Regions from separate parts of the Mus musculus genome. Here regions 1, 3, 4 and 5 are each linked to region 2. Evidence: chromatin contacts called from public HiChIP or PLAC-seq and promoter capture Hi-C data. All regions are on one chromosome and are shown on one strand. The core of a region is the stretch at or near the end of the contact, and the rest is flanking DNA. Distances in the headings are between cores, read along the strand shown.

Region 1 (2,997 bases), core at 212-2,711, 190 kb after region 2:
CAAGAAAATAAATTAAGAATTAGAAGTTCAAAATTTTTATTGGAAGCAGGGCAGTGGGGTGCACACCAGTACTCTGTGTGTGTGTGGGGGGGGGGGGATTGGGGGGCAGAGGCAGACAGATCTCTGAGTTTGAGGCCTGTCGGCCTACAGAGCAAGTTCAAGGACAGCCAGGGCTCCACAGAGAAACCCTGTCTCCAGACAGCAATGTTTTATTGCTGACCTTTTTTGCATGTAAAGACCACATTTTGTTTCTACCCTGCTGCACATTCCCTTTCAAGTTTTCTTTGTTAACCTTTTAAGCAACAGGCGTTATGTTTTACATTGTTACTTTCGTGTCAAGTGCTTGGGTTCCAAATGTGTCCAAATGACCAGCTGTCGAACAGTTTTTAGTAAGTTGCAAGTGTTTAGACCAAACAATTTACTGTAAACTGACAATGATTGAATTTTTCACTGTACAAACGCAGAAATTAGATGAACCATTTCAAATTCTGATTTTTGTTTGTTTCTTTGCAAACTTCCTTTGTGGTACATTCCACATTTTTAATGTTATGATCTTTAAATTTTAAGTAAATTCTTAATTGATTAAATTAAGTAAATACTTAATAAATACTTATTCTTGATTATCTGAGTAATTAACATGACTCAATTACTTTCCCAGACTTTGAAACAAATTCTAAACAAGGGATGGAGTTCCTGAGCTAAGTTGCCCATAATTCATAAATAATGTACATTATGCAGTTACTAAGGAAACTGAGTCACCTGGGACTAAGAAATAAACGCAGAGGCCAAGAGTTTTGATTTCCTGTTCAGCTTTGCCAACCAAATACTTTCCTCCTGACTCACATCGTTTATGTAGAAACATGGTAAACACGGGGTCTCTGAAAATCAGTTTCATTATTTTACAACAAAATTGCCACATTTGAGGGTGAGTTTCTCCATGTAGCATTTGTTAACTCACACATATCTGCCTGCCTCTGCCTCTGCCTCTGCCTCTGCCTCCTGAGTGCTGGCATTAAAGGCATGCACCACCATACCCTGCTTCTCCATGTTATTTTACAGAACAAAACTCAGCAGATATGACTGACACTTTGAAAACATTATCACCATAGAGTCACAAGACTGAGCTACAACTGTTTTAACACCTCTGAAGGAAAAGCATCTCAGTTTTACACACACACACACACACACACACACACACACACACACTGTAATAAGTAAAGGACTTAACAAGTTCAAACTAATTGGCTAAATGATTTATATAATGAAGACAGGATAGCAAAGAAGCAGAATAAAGTAAGCTGCTAACATCGACTAAGCGCCTACTATGTGCACTACTAGCCTACTATGTGCGACTAAGCGCCTACTATGTGCCTGCAGGCACCAAGTCTGATACATAGTGGGGCCACAGGCTGTGCTCATGACTAATTAGGTAGGAAGCAGCACATTTGTTCTAAAACCAAAGGTGAATAAAATGTTATGACTGGTGACTCAGAAAAGAGAAGAATTTTTAGTGCCAAATGTAGAAATACTCTTTCTGCAATCAAATCACAGAAAACAGCCACCATGAAGACAAAGAGGACCCAGATCCTTCCACAGACACCATTTGGTATTTCTTGAGGATCCTGAGAGGAACGGTCTGTCTGGCCAGCAAAACAGAGCCACCAGGGAGGGTAAAGGCTGTGGTTTCAAAACTCTGGACTTTCTGAAATCCTGAGGCTGGGCACAACACCAGAAGCACACGCAGATTTAGGCAACACTGAATTCTTTTCACATCTCGTCTTTACAAATTTTAAAACAAAAATATGACTCAGTTTAAAAACCATATCTGAATAAGCATTTAAAGTACACTGTCCCACTCAACTTGGTAATGTCCAATCAATAAAATCCTGAAAACATGTCACTGTAAGGTAGCCTCCAATCTTAAAGGTTACACTCGTGAAACATTTAGAAAAGATACCAGGTTTTGCAAAACAGGACTCGGGTCATCTTGCGTGGAGGAGGAAGCAAGACTGAACACTCAAAGAAGGGACAGACCAGCAAAGAGCAGTGGCTCCCATAACCAGTGCTATTAAGCTCAGCCCAAAGGGAGACTATTCCAACACTACAGCTGCACGTGTTTCCTGCGGAAGAGAGCAAAAGGCACAGATACCAAAAGATGGGTGGTACTCGCCCAGGCCGACCAGAAAGGGGGCCCGGTGCAGCTGTTGCAACCCATGTGCTGGCCAGACAGGAATACATATGTGTCAGATGTAGAAGCATCATTACTCAGTGCTGAAGAGAGCGAGAGATGGTGACAGCCATGCCAAGAATGGTGACTTTATTATGTGCTACATTTTTTTTCCGGACACAGAATGGGGTCTTTACATACATTATTTTGTAATCCTCTCATACAACCAATGAGATATAATCCCTATGTGATGGATGAGTGTCCACAATCGCAAAGAAAGTAATGTGAAGTCAGATCAGAATCCAAGGCCGTGCCGCACTGCTCATTGCAGCAACACACCTATAAAGACTGCTATAAGAAACTAAAGCAGACCTCAATAAATAACAAGCTCCTGGGTCAGAAGACGCAGCATCATAAACATGCGACTTCTGATACGCTCATTTTAAATGTACATGGAAAAATTAACAACTACAACCATCAAAGTCACTTTTTTACAATAGGGTGTGCATTATTATCTGACTTCAACATTAGAAGCTACAACCATCCACATGGTGCTAATATGATCCTGACAGACCAGACTATGAGCCTATGACTAGCAGATTCTTAACCTGTGTAATTCAATGGGGAAAGCTGGGTCTTTTCAGTCTCAACTACTAGACTTCCTTCTGTCCATAACTGACCTATGAACCTAGCATCCTAGACAAAGGTTAAGGTAAAATGGTTTACAGTCCTGAAGTAAAAACCTCTAAAGGAAAATGGAGGGAAATGTCTTCTTCATGACCAAGTTAGGCAAAACCCCTTGAGGGATGAAACCACAACAGGATAGAAAA
Region 2 (2,700 bases), core at 72-2,571:
GTTTCCCGACCTCTCAGCTCAAATATGCTGGAAGAAGAAAGGGCACCATTGGAGCACAGAGAGCTAACGTCCAGTGTCCTGTGGCTGTAGGGTAAAGTCCGGTCTGTGAAATGCCTAGAAGACAGGCTGCCTTTGGACCCGGAGTCTATCTGTTCGTTCAGCCTCACCGTGTCATAGATGGACCTCTGTGGGATGTAACAGTCCTCGATATTCAGGTCCTCCTCCTCCTCTTCGCCTTTCCCTACGCATGGAGGGTTCTGGCGTAAACAGTCTGGTCTGCTGAGTGGTTTCCCCATTTCGCAGACAGTCAAAACAAATATCGCAGCTTTTGACACCGAGAGGAAGGAATTCGGTGAAGCATTTTTCCAAGAAGGTCTATCTGTGAGCAGGGCCGTGACACATCCAGAAAGGGTAAACAGTGAGGCATACTGCCTGCCTGAGGTGCTGCCGGTTAGGAGCAGTGCATCTATGAAAACGAAGCTACCCTTTAACCTGGTTCTAAGAAGTAACGTGCTCCAAGACAGAGCATTCAGCTCCCTCCACCTCCTGAAATTCCGTGAATGCTCCCTTTTAATCAGCCCCAAGCACACACACACAAGCGCACAGCTAACCGTGGCTTCAACGCCCGAGAGACTCTGCTGTGAGTCCGTTTCTCATTGTACTCTAATTTTGCTTGAGGTTTCCAGATTAAAATTTCCAAATGAGCAAGCGGTTCAACAGGCTGGATGTTAACTTCGGCAGAACTCTGGCTGACTGTAATCCACTTAAAGATGTACTGCGAAACTCCATGTCCTTTACAGATAAACAGCTTCTTGTTCAGATCAGAAGGCACAGCATGGTTCTTTGGAGAAAAATAAGTTACGTTTGATGTAAAAAAGTTAAGATTTTTCTCTTAGCTGGGAGGAGGAGCCATACATAAATAAGCTAGATCCAAAAGGCAGTTTTTTTCTTCCCATCTTAAGCTTCTTTGAGGTTATCCAGAATTACCCAAGAGAAAAGAGCCGGGGCATTAAAATCCAGCAACCATTAAAGTAAACAGTCAAAAAGCATGGCTTACTATAACAAGTTTCTCTTTCAAAATAAAAATTTTCCCCCAAGATTCTTATCTGATCTTCCTGAAGAAGGCTTATTCCACCTGAGGCGGCTGCAGCTCAAACTCCGGGCTTCCTCCGAGGCACAGGCAGTTGGCATCCAGCTGAAGCCCCAGCCGCTGCCCTATGGCCGGGCAGGCTGCGGCCGCTCCCGCCGGGGCTCGGGCTGCGTCGGGGCAGCGGGGCCGCGCAGCACACCCAGCCCCGGCGGCATCGATCTGATCCGCTCCGCTCCGCCCTCCCGTGACTTAACTTCACAGTCATCCTGCCCAACTCGGCCTCTTCCCCAGCCCAGGGCGGTTCCAGGGGGAGGAACCTCGAGGCTGTAAAGCAACAGCTTGGTGACATCAGCGCGGAGCAGGCTGGGGTCTGCATCTGGGAGAGGGCAGCTGGGTTCAGATATCCCAGAGGGATCCGAGGGGCAGCGCAGCGGCAGCAGAACCTGACACTGGGCAGCGCAGGAACAGCCATTCCCACCACTGGCTCAGACTGCTAACTCAAAGTGGAGGATGTGGGGGTGGGGGTGGCCAGGTCCCTGTCCTTCAGCTGGAACCACTCTCCTGCCATCACCAATCAGTTTAAGCAGGGCCAACAGGCTCACTTTGAAGTTGAGCGTTTTATCATTTCTCTTTAAAGGCCAATTTCAAAACTGACTGGTCTGCACATTAAAGGACCCCCACGGGTACCTCGCCCCAACACTGCTGACATGAATATTTGTAGTTACTAATATTCACGCAGACCTCTTGAGATTAATGCAAGGCCCAGGCAAGCAGAACGCCTCGAAACAGACTGGTTATTTAATAAAGTCACAGATACTGATTTTTATCTGCTCAACAAATGTTCTTATAAAAACAGTTTTTTTTTTTTTTTTAAAGTTCAGCGAGCCAAACCTTAGCCTTTTTTGGCAGAAATGACAAGAATTATTTAATAAACCCTATCCATTCTTTTATGAAATAAAGCAACACTGCCAGAAAAATAGGTAATTACAGAGGCAGTCAGACTTTAAAAAAAAAAACAACTCATAATCATTCATGAACAAAATGTGGCTGGCCTGACCCTCCGGCGAAGAAAGTAGCTGTGGGGTAATTTTACAAAAAATGTCGTGGGAGAACTTCTGTACCTTAAGCATTCCGAAGTTATTTTATAAACCTGTAAGCTGAAGTAAGCTACATTCACAGCCAGAACTCACATTCAGTGATTACTACACACAGCTCAGCGTGGGCTCACCGTTAAGTTGAAAAGTACATGTCTACAGACATTCACAGAGAAAAATTAGTTATAGAATACCCACCAACATCGCGACCCTGACGTCCACCGTCATGGTCCAGAACTGAAATGTTTCAACAGGCACACGAGTCTGTGATGCTCAGGTGTGCGAGCACACACAGAATGTGCCCCAGCTACCACGTCACCACAGGACTGACTCTGAGGCTGGGAGGAGGTAGAGATCAAGGGTCCTATTTTCACACTCCCACTACCTTAGAAACACAGAATGCCACCTACCCAAAGTAATAGTGGTAAAGTTTCCAGGAAATCTGGGGGGGAGGGGGTACCTTTCTCCAGACAGTTTAAGGTCCTTACACAATGATTCATAAAGAGTGGCCCTAAC
Region 3 (2,946 bases), core at 190-2,689, 220 kb after region 2:
CTAAAACTCTGGGTGCTTCTGACTCTGTGTGAAGCCGTGTCTACAAGTGTACACACAGGTATTCAGGCTATATAATCTAGTCACGGTAACAGAAACATTCTAAAAACTTAGAGCAAGCTTCTAACTCTGCTCCTGGTTACATTTTAAAAGCAGCAATTTGGTATCCCAAGAGGTGAGTGTTCACTTGTTTCATAGGCACGGACAGCTAATTTCAGTCCACCCTTAAAATAGAACAGTTGGACTAATTTTAGACTCAAGTGTTATACAGCATCATAGCTGCCAACTAAGTGGAACTCGGGACCTGCAGCCACATATGTAGATGCCAGAGCAAAGTGTCAGACTGCTGAGCTCTAAGCCCACACACACTCTCTGAAGTAGGCACAATGCATAGTGTCCTCAGCCAAAACAGAACACACAGTACACAACACACTGTGACCACATGAAACAAATAATCAATCAGGCCCTCATTTACCTAAAAGAACATGTATAAAATAGGCATGCAAAACTATCAAACGAGGGCTGTGGAGTGCCTGCTATGCAATGATAAGGACCTACATTCAAATCCAAAAATGCTGTGTGTGGTCCATAACCCAGTGCTGGGGTAACAGGGAAGGGGGAGGGGGCAGGGGGAATTGGACATGACTGACTGCCAGCCTGTTTCCAGGTTCATGAGACCTATATCTCAAGAGAGAAGAGAATGACACAGCAGGACACCCAACGTCCTCTCTGATTTTCACATGAAGGTGTGCCCACATGTATACATGTGCACACACACACATGCATATGTGCATATACCACATACATAATCCTCACATACACACAGAGAGGTGGAGAAGAAACACTTAAAAGGGGGAGGGGGCACTGGAGAGATGGCTCAGCCATTAAGACTGCTCTTCCGAAATTCCTGAGTTCAATTCTCAGCAACCACGTGGTGACTCACAACCATCTGTAATGGGATCTGATGCCCTCTTCTGGTGTGTTTGAAGGGAGCTACAGTGCACTCAAAATAAGTAAATAAATAAATAAATAAATAAATAAATAGATTTTTTTAAAAAGGCATCCAAACACTCAAGATAAATAAATAAATAAATAAATCTTTTTTTTTTTTTTTTTTTAAAGGCATCCAAAGGAGGTTGGGCTAAAAGGGCCACTGATGACTGCAAAGTACTGCTTTCCAGAACCGGTACAAAGATCTCTTAGAACACAACAATAAAAAAATAAAAAAGCAACCAAATAAAACCGTGCAGTAGTACATGCTGGGTGGAGGTGCAGCCAGCTGGCGGAGGTCACCTGGCAGAGTGAGAGACCCCAGATGTGCTCTGATTTTCCCGCACCAAAATCCCACACAAAGAAAAGTGGGGAGAGATCGAAACAGACTCATCTAATGGACTGCAGATTAAAAGCAATGATGACCCAAGCTCAAGTCTGAAAGGGCAATGGCGAAAGTCACCTGGCAGAGCCAAGGTCTGCATCTAATCCTGCTGAGGCTTAGCTCTCCCGTGCACTGAAGTGCCCGAGGTGCCACCCTCGAGGGTGAGCAGGCAGGCATCCACTATCCTCATTAGTGGGCTAAGCAAACTGGGCCCCTCCGCTGACCTCTCCTGCACAGCTTTTCCCAAGGACACTTGCTTTAGCATTCTTCCTTCCCACAGCTCAGCTTCGGTCAGAGACTGCATGGGGCCCTAACTAGAAACAGACCAGGTGTAGCTGCCTGGGGTTAGAACAGGAGCCAAAGCAGACTCTTTTCTTATAACTTATCCAGCCTTCTGCTATAGCAACACAAAATCGATTAAGCAAAACATCATCCAACGCTGACGTGGACGCGGAATGACGGGAACTCTCATTCCCTGCTGGTGCAAACAGAGGACGACAGGGCCGCTTCAGAGAAAGAGTACAGGTCGTACAAACCTAAAATCCTTAAAATCCTCCAAGCTCATTCCTCGACCTAAGTTACTTGAGACTTCAAGTCCGTCCTTAAAGTCATGCACACAATGGGTATAGAAGCTTTTATACTCGTTTAGCAAAACAAAAATGGAAGCAAACAAGATGCCCTTCATTGGATAAACAGATTTAAATGGTGGGACATTAAACAATGGACAATTACTCAGCAATTAAAAAAAAGATGATACCCTACACCATGAGAGACATGGTGTACCAGGCCTGGTAACTCACACCTGTAGTCCCAATGCTCGAGAGAAGAGTAAGTCTGAGGGCCAGCTTGGGTGGCACAGCAAGTTCCAGGCCAGCCTGGGCTACATGCTGAGATCCTGTCTCCAAAAACCAAACGAAGAAAACAAGTGACGTGGAGAATATTACAACGTTAAACATCCTGGTATGAACAGAATATATTCCGTACAGTTTTGACTACATCAAATCCTTCTTTAAAGAGGCAAAAAGCCAGAGAGCAAAAGCTCCATGCGTCGAGGCCTGGGAAGACTTTTTAAAGCAGTGAGCCTCTCCGCACTGTTCTGTGATGGCAAACACACCCCACGCTGGCCGAAACCCACAAAGTGCAGCAGAGCAAAAGCTACTGCGACTGAGGCTCACAGGTGATAATAAGGTGTTGGTATAACTTACCAGTTAGAGCAGATCACAGGTGTCAAAAGAGGAAGCTGCAGACGTGCACTTTCTCCTCTAAAGACTGGTCTAGTGCTAGGGTTTTGTTGGTTTTCAGGTTTTGGGGGGGGGGGTTGTTTATTTCTTTAAGTCACTAGCCCAGGACTACTCAGGGGTTTGGTCTCTGGACACTTGACCCACACTCTGCTGTTGGGATAGTTCACTCTTTTATTCTCCTTACTCAAAGTGGGGAAAAGGAACTACAAAGAACTATTTAGGTCAAAAATGAAGTATACATATAGTCACACTGGCATGGACAGCATAGAGACCCAACCACTGAATACATAAGAACATGTTTTCAATTCCCTGACACAATAGTAGCTTTGTACA
Region 4 (2,719 bases), core at 173-2,672, 240 kb before region 2:
TTGGCCGAGCTGTTCGTGGCACAGATCTTCTAGCACTTGACAATGAGAGTAGACACTGTGGCCAAATAAGACAAGTTTCATAACCTCCTCCCCCCCCCAACACTAAAAGGCGAATGCTTCCCAGGACCGCCATGAACCTGGGAGCCTGCAGCTGGCTGTGGTCTGAGATCCATGAAGCCACATAAGGCTCTTGAGTTGAGTTTTTGGCTCACTCCTCACTGAATTCTACGAAAATCATTTTAATGTTTGCCTAGATACGCAAGTTCATGGTAGGAGCCTTCATCAGATTCAAGACAGGAATTGCAAGAGCCTGGAGAAAGCATAGCCAGGACTGACTGGATGAACAACTGCCATACAGACCCTCCTGTGTTGGTGACATTGTGGCAGTGGGGCGGGGTGGGGTTGGGGGTGGGGTTGGGGCAGGATCGGGGTCTGGAGCATCGTGCATATGTTTGTTCTGAAGGATCTACTTTCTTGCATCTCAAGGAAAGTCAGGGCTGGAAGTTCTGTCTTTCTGGATGGCACCCTATTTACCTGGCTGGTGTTCCATTTCTCTGACCAGCCAGAGATCTTTCTAGCTCATTGCAAGTTTATCTGAGGATCTATCTAGACGTGTCTCTAGCTGGAGGTCAGCTTGTTGATCCTGATAGGCACCTGCTGAGGGCTCTGTGAGCTAGGACTCTGTCTGGGATGCACTCTCCGGTAGGTGTACGGGGAGGAGGGTGGTGATGGCCACTCCTGACCTGCTTCCTTAAATTGTCTCAGAATAGATCCACCACCTCCCCCACTTACCTCTCTTAGCCCCAGTCTTTGACTGCTAGAATCACTGGAACAAAGCCCCTATTTTTTTCTGCCCTGAGAAACTTTTATTTTGAATCAGGCCCACAAGTCCCACTCATACATAACACACTGCACAGCAGTATGGTGGTTCCAGGAGTCCAGCCACCACCGAGTGGCAGGCTATAACTGGCACAGCACTCGTTACACCCGTGTCCACTCTGCTGGAGGATCCCGGGGCCCTTTGGGCCTTCCGATGCGCAAGTTGAAGCCTAAGGGAAGAAGGGCTCCATGCAGAAGCTAAGGAGTGACAGGGTAACCTCCTCCAAACCCACACCGCTCCAGATCCAGGTATATGAAGGAGAACCTGAGTCCAGTGCCCCAGCCCGAACTCCCGAAGTCCTGGGGCTCTCCAAAGCTGCACCCTAGGCTCTGACTTACCTAGCCCTCCAGTCTGTGCTCCATCTGTTACTTCTTCGTAGGCATCAGGCCCGGAAGAGTTTTGGTCCGCAGGAACTGAGGGCAGGAGAACCCCTATGGGTCAGCTCAAGCTGCTTTTAAGAGTTCCAGGGACTCTAGAGCAGCATAGCTACCGATTTCCCTTCCCGAGGTAGCGGTAGGAGGCGTGTCCATGGGCGTGTCCAAGTTCGGAGGTCTGTCTTTGGGGCCTTGGGTTAGACAGCCCAGTCTCCCAATTGAGACCTGACCTGGGGCTCATTTTGGGGCTTGAACCCCGACGTTTAGTAGCCTAGGGGCGTGGCCATGCTGGATCTGGGGCTGACCTCCGAGCAGCGCTTAGACCCTCGGGAGCCTTAGGAGAGCGGGAAAGTTGCTAATAGGTACTTGTCCTCAGCTCCACACCCCCGGAGGGCCTCAACTCACCTCGGCGCAGTGCCGTTGTCCCCTGTGCGTCCTCCGTGTGTGCCACCGGTCGCTGGGCACGTGGAGCCACCTGGCTGTAGATCGGGGTGTCCGTGCTGGTGGGCGCCCGCGGCCCCGGCCCTGTGCCCGCCGAAGCGCCACGCTTCTGCACCACAGCGTAAGTGTCAGCCATGGGGAGGGTCGGGGGCGCAGGCACCGAGATGCTCCTGCAGCGGGCAACAAGCAGAGGAAGTGAAAGCGCTTAGCACAAGGGAGGGGGGCGGGGGGGGGGGAGCAAGCTCAGCCCAGGCTACGGGCTTCCTTCCTGCCTGCCCCAGTCTTCAGAGCAGGAAAGGAGGGAAGGGGCGGGCCACCTGAGGGCAGAAAGTAGAGGTTCCGTGTCCCTAGAATCCCCACAGCAGGAGGGACAGGGCCAGATTGGCAAGTGGGACTAGGGAGGACGCATGTGGTAGAGTGTGTGAGACCCCAACCCTCCTACAATGAGACAGAGACAGGTGAGTCCCCAGAAGCTCTGATGTACACAGTGAGACTGTTTCTCAAAACACGTGGAAGGTAAGGACTCACATACTCTTTCTCTCTCACACACACACACACACACAGAGAGAGAGAGAGAGAGAGAGAGAGAGAGAGGGAGAGAGAGAGAGAGAGAGAGAGAGAGAGAGAGATTGAAATTCTTTAAAAATGTACTTGCCTAATTAATTACCTTCTGGAAGACCAAGGGAAAAGCTAACCCAGACTGTAGAGGTTGATTTTCCAGGGACAGAGTGAGCCCAGTACCTGAGAACCCCTCCTGGTGGCCGGGATGTGGCAGGCAGGGCTGAGGAGGTCCTGAGGGAGAAGGCTTCCTTGCAGATTGGAGCGCAGTTCTGCAGGGAAGCAGGCAGGGTCGGTCCTGAGGCCATAGCCCTGCTGCAGGTCACTGTGGGTGCCTAGGTGAGCTTAGGGAACAGCCTGGGGAAGGAGCTCTGAGGAGGCAAAGGTGCCTTTCACAGTAAGTCGGTTGCTGTTCCCAAGAAGGGTATAGGTGTTGATGGCTGGCAGAAAGGGTGAAATTGGGGGC
Region 5 (2,926 bases), core at 32-2,531, 230 kb after region 2:
GGAGAGAACAGTATGGTGTTTTATTTAATTGGAGACAATAAACAACTCCCTGGCCCAAACACTGCAGCCTGACCTTTGATGAGGGGCTTAAGTTAGTGGGACAAAGGAAAAGGAGTCCCTTACGCAACAAAAGCCGCTATTTCTAATTCTACTGGTGCTTAAAGACCGATTCCTATCAAAATACAAATGTTCATCCATAGGGAATTAGTTAAATATACTGTATCGATAGCACAGGTTACCCTGCAGAAATTAAACAAACATGTTGATCTACATTTAACAAAAGAGGAAATAATATATGACAGCTTTAAAAAATCCATACACACATATGTACCCCCCTTACGTGTTTAAATATGGATATATTACTGTTTAGTAGTGGTTAGCTCTGGGCAGTGACAAAGATTAACAAGTTTTGTTTGTTTCTGACAGTTTTTAAACTCAAACAAACAAAAGAAATCACCAAAAGGAAATGCCCAGAGAAAACATCGGATATGAAAACTAGCGTTTTGCTTTGGGAGCTCAGGAGGTCCTCAGAAAGTGAACGGAGCCCCTGTAGCCTCTTCCCAGAGCAAAGCAAACAAACAATTATGCACAAACTACATTAGCAGATGTATGGGAGTCTCTGGCCTCCTGACCCCGGGGCTAGGACTCCAATTCACACCACTCTCTGTCATCTCCACCTGCTGATAACAAGGAAACAGAGGAAGAAACTGGTTCTCCAGAAAGGGAAAGGCTCACTGGGATCGTGAAGGCAGGGCTGGCGTTTCGTCTCATAAGCTGGTGGGTTCTGTCTGTACGCACTTGAATCTCGGTAACCAAAGAAGCAAAAACTCTAGGCTTCAATAAACCAAACAACCCTGCACCAGGTCTTCCACAACCTTGGCTATTAAACTAACAATCAAATTAGGCCACTAAAAGATTCACTCTAGGGCTGGTGAGATGGCTCAGTGGGTAAGAGCACCCGACTGCTCTTCCAAAGGTCCAGAGTTCAAATCCCAACAACCACATGGTGGCTCACAACCATCCGTAATGAGATCTGATGCCCTCTTCTGGTGCGTCTGAAGACAGCTACAGTGTACTTACATATAATAAATAAATAAATCTTTAAAAAAAAAAAAAAGATTCACTCTAACTTTTCTATGCTACAAAAGCAACCGAAATTCCCTAATGCCAGGATAATTAGATAATGTGACAGTTTTGAATAACTTCCTAACTGACATCCCAGGACAGACTCTGCGACATCAGCAGCAGGACTGTGTAGCTGGCTGCGGCTGGGTCTACACAGCCTGGTCTGTGAGCTACTGCCAGGAAATGGTCTTGGCCCTGGGTACTCTCCAAAGGCAGTGGGAAACAAGGCCAAAGGGGAGGATTTTGCTAAAGATCGGGACATTCAGAGTTGGAGAATACATTCTGCCCCACCAACTCAGCATCTACCCACATCTTGTCTTTAAATAATAATAATGATAATAAATTTACACAAATCTTGATTATACAGATGTTAGTCCTAGATTCTGCAAAACAATCCATAGTGTGAAATAGGTACTTCCCAAAAAGAAAGTACTCTCTTGGGATGTGAACAGAAAAAGGAGCCACCAAAAATGTCCCTATGTGTGCATGTGTGCATGTGTGCAGGTGTGTGTGTGTGTGTGTGTGTGAGAGAGAGAGAGAGAGAGAGAGAGAGAGAGATGAACCTTGATAGAACTCTACATTCTTTTAACTTAAAAAAAAAAAAGCTAAAAGCTCATCCTAGGGAAAATTGAGAATCTCTAAACCCAAGTCAAGATGGTTTATCAGGTATATTAGGACTATTAAGTTTCTAAGGTGTGGCGATGATCTGGTGGTTGTAGGAAAGGTAGCCCAGTCCTTAGGAGATGCAGACTGAGGAAACTTGGCATCTGTAATTACTTTTAATTGCATTAAACAGAACTAGTCAGTGTGCTGATCTAGGGAACCAGAAGTAGTCTCTGGACCACTCTTGCTTCGGGGGAAAGGGTCCCAAACTTTCAGTTGCTTTTGTGGTCAGGAGATTGGGGATCGAGCCCAGAGACTGAGCAGTATCCTGGCGTCACCACGGTGCTTCACCCTCAAACCTTGGTTGGTTGGTTGGTTTTTGAAATCGGGCTTCACTGCCGAGCTTGGATTAGCCTTGACCACAGTTGTCCAGGGTGCCTTCCAAATCCACCAACACCCTGCATCAGACTCCCAAACGCTGGGATTTCAGGAGTGTGATCCCACATCCTCCTTCCCTTTTTCACAAGTATCAAAGCTTCCTCTTGTTTTTCGGCTTAGAAGTAACACCCGGTTCCCAGAGGCTGCATTTTGATTATCTGTCCAATCACTGTTGAACACTTGGTTGATTCCCACATCTTAACTGGTACATATCGTGAGCAAGGGATTGCAAAATTAACTGAAGTTCCCATCAGAGGCACGGTTTCAAATTCGAAATCGTCTTAGCTGGGATTAAGATAGGCTTTCTTCCAGCTTAGCCAGCATATGCCACCTAGATGCTTCATTTAATGGGTGACTGTAATCGGGGACTAGAACAAGCATTTCACTTGCTAGCCAAGCATCTGAAACGACAATCCAAACAGAAAGATGCTTAGGGGAGGTGGAAGACTTATCCACATCCACTGTCTTACGAGGCGAAGCCAGAGACCTCTATTTTGGTCCTTTCAACAGCAAAGCCTGTGTTCTTGACCACAGTGTATTCATGCACAAGGTAAAACTGAAAATCCTTATGAAGGTTTATATATGCTCAGCCCAGGGAGTGGCACTATTAAGAGGTGTGACCTGATTGGTGTAGGTGTGTCAATGGGTGTAGACATTAATACCTCATCCTAGCTCATCCTAGCTGCCTGAAAGCCAGTATTCTGTTAGCAACCTTCAGATGAAGATATAGAACTCTCAGCTCCTCCTGCATCATGCCTGC

The links. HiChIP or PLAC-seq counts read pairs in DNA pulled down with a chosen protein or histone mark. Capture Hi-C pulls out chosen DNA fragments and counts their contacts.
Region 1: a contact with region 2 is called in a FOXA1 HiChIP or PLAC-seq map of pancreatic cancer cells. The contact joins two enhancer-like sites. A contact is called at or near these places in 1 of 484 Hi-C or Micro-C datasets (nephron progenitors), 2 of 115 datasets of contacts at active chromatin or transcription factors (embryonic stem cells and pancreatic cancer cells) and 1 of 9 other capture datasets (liver).
Region 3: a promoter capture Hi-C map of pancreatic islet shows a contact between it and region 2. The contact joins two enhancer-like sites. A contact is called at or near these places in 2 of 484 Hi-C or Micro-C datasets (both in nephron progenitors), 2 of 115 datasets of contacts at active chromatin or transcription factors (microglia and pancreatic cancer cells) and 2 of 9 other capture datasets (adipose tissue and pancreatic islet).
Region 4: a contact with region 2 is called in a promoter capture Hi-C map of adipose tissue. The contact joins two enhancer-like sites. A contact is called at or near these places in 5 of 484 Hi-C or Micro-C datasets (the HPC-7 cell line, Th1 cells, double positive thymocytes and 2 more), 4 of 115 datasets of contacts at active chromatin or transcription factors (bone marrow-derived macrophages, embryonic limb bud, pancreatic cancer cells and 1 more) and 3 of 9 other capture datasets (adipose tissue, embryonic stem cells and liver).
Region 5: a promoter capture Hi-C map of adipose tissue shows a contact between it and region 2. The contact joins two enhancer-like sites. A contact is called at or near these places in 2 of 484 Hi-C or Micro-C datasets (CD4 T cells and nephron progenitors), 3 of 115 datasets of contacts at active chromatin or transcription factors (microglia, pancreatic cancer cells and stem cell-derived neural progenitor cells) and 4 of 9 other capture datasets (adipose tissue, embryonic stem cells, liver and 1 more).

What each region holds. Positions count from the first base shown.
Region 1 is chr1:34,042,710-34,045,706 of GRCm38.p6, reverse strand. All of the region lies in intron 4 of Dst (dystonin), which reads right to left. Among named protein-coding and RNA genes, the nearest start is that of Mir6896, 73 kb to the left of the region's middle. Within about 2 kb of position 1,461, at least 58 of the 459 cell types and tissues checked have an H3K27ac peak or open chromatin away from gene starts, as enhancers often do. A contact at or near this core is called in pancreatic cancer cells, where this site is marked.
Region 2 is chr1:34,235,207-34,237,906 of GRCm38.p6, reverse strand. The region is part of intron 60 of Dst (dystonin); the gene reads right to left. Among named protein-coding and RNA genes, the nearest start is that of Gm26788, 58 kb to the right of the region's middle. Within about 2 kb of position 1,321, at least 239 of the 459 cell types and tissues checked have an H3K27ac peak or open chromatin away from gene starts, as enhancers often do. A contact at or near this core is called in Th1 cells, adipose tissue, bone marrow-derived macrophages and 5 more, where this site is marked.
Region 3 is chr1:34,019,119-34,022,064 of GRCm38.p6, reverse strand. The region is part of intron 4 of Dst (dystonin); the gene reads right to left. Among named protein-coding and RNA genes, the nearest start is that of Mir6896, 97 kb to the left of the region's middle. Within about 2 kb of position 1,439, at least 38 of the 459 cell types and tissues checked have an H3K27ac peak or open chromatin away from gene starts, as enhancers often do. A contact at or near this core is called in pancreatic islet, where this site is marked.
Region 4 is chr1:34,471,909-34,474,627 of GRCm38.p6, reverse strand. Ptpn18 (protein tyrosine phosphatase, non-receptor type 18) reads right to left here. Exons shown (of 15, transcript NM_011206.2): 12 at 2,437-2,525; 13 at 1,660-1,865; 14 at 1,219-1,293; 15 at 844-1,049. The coding sequence ends at 982. Among named protein-coding and RNA genes, the nearest start is that of Gm32566, 11 kb to the left of the region's middle. Within about 2 kb of position 1,422, at least 205 of the 459 cell types and tissues checked have an H3K27ac peak or open chromatin away from gene starts, as enhancers often do. A contact at or near this core is called in Th1 cells, adipose tissue, bone marrow-derived macrophages and 3 more, where this site is marked.
Region 5 is chr1:34,000,881-34,003,806 of GRCm38.p6, reverse strand. All of the region lies in intron 3 of Dst (dystonin), which reads right to left. Among named protein-coding and RNA genes, the nearest start is that of Dst, 94 kb to the right of the region's middle. Within about 2 kb of position 1,281, at least 1 of the 459 cell types and tissues checked has an H3K27ac peak or open chromatin away from gene starts, as enhancers often do. A contact at or near this core is called in adipose tissue, where this site is marked.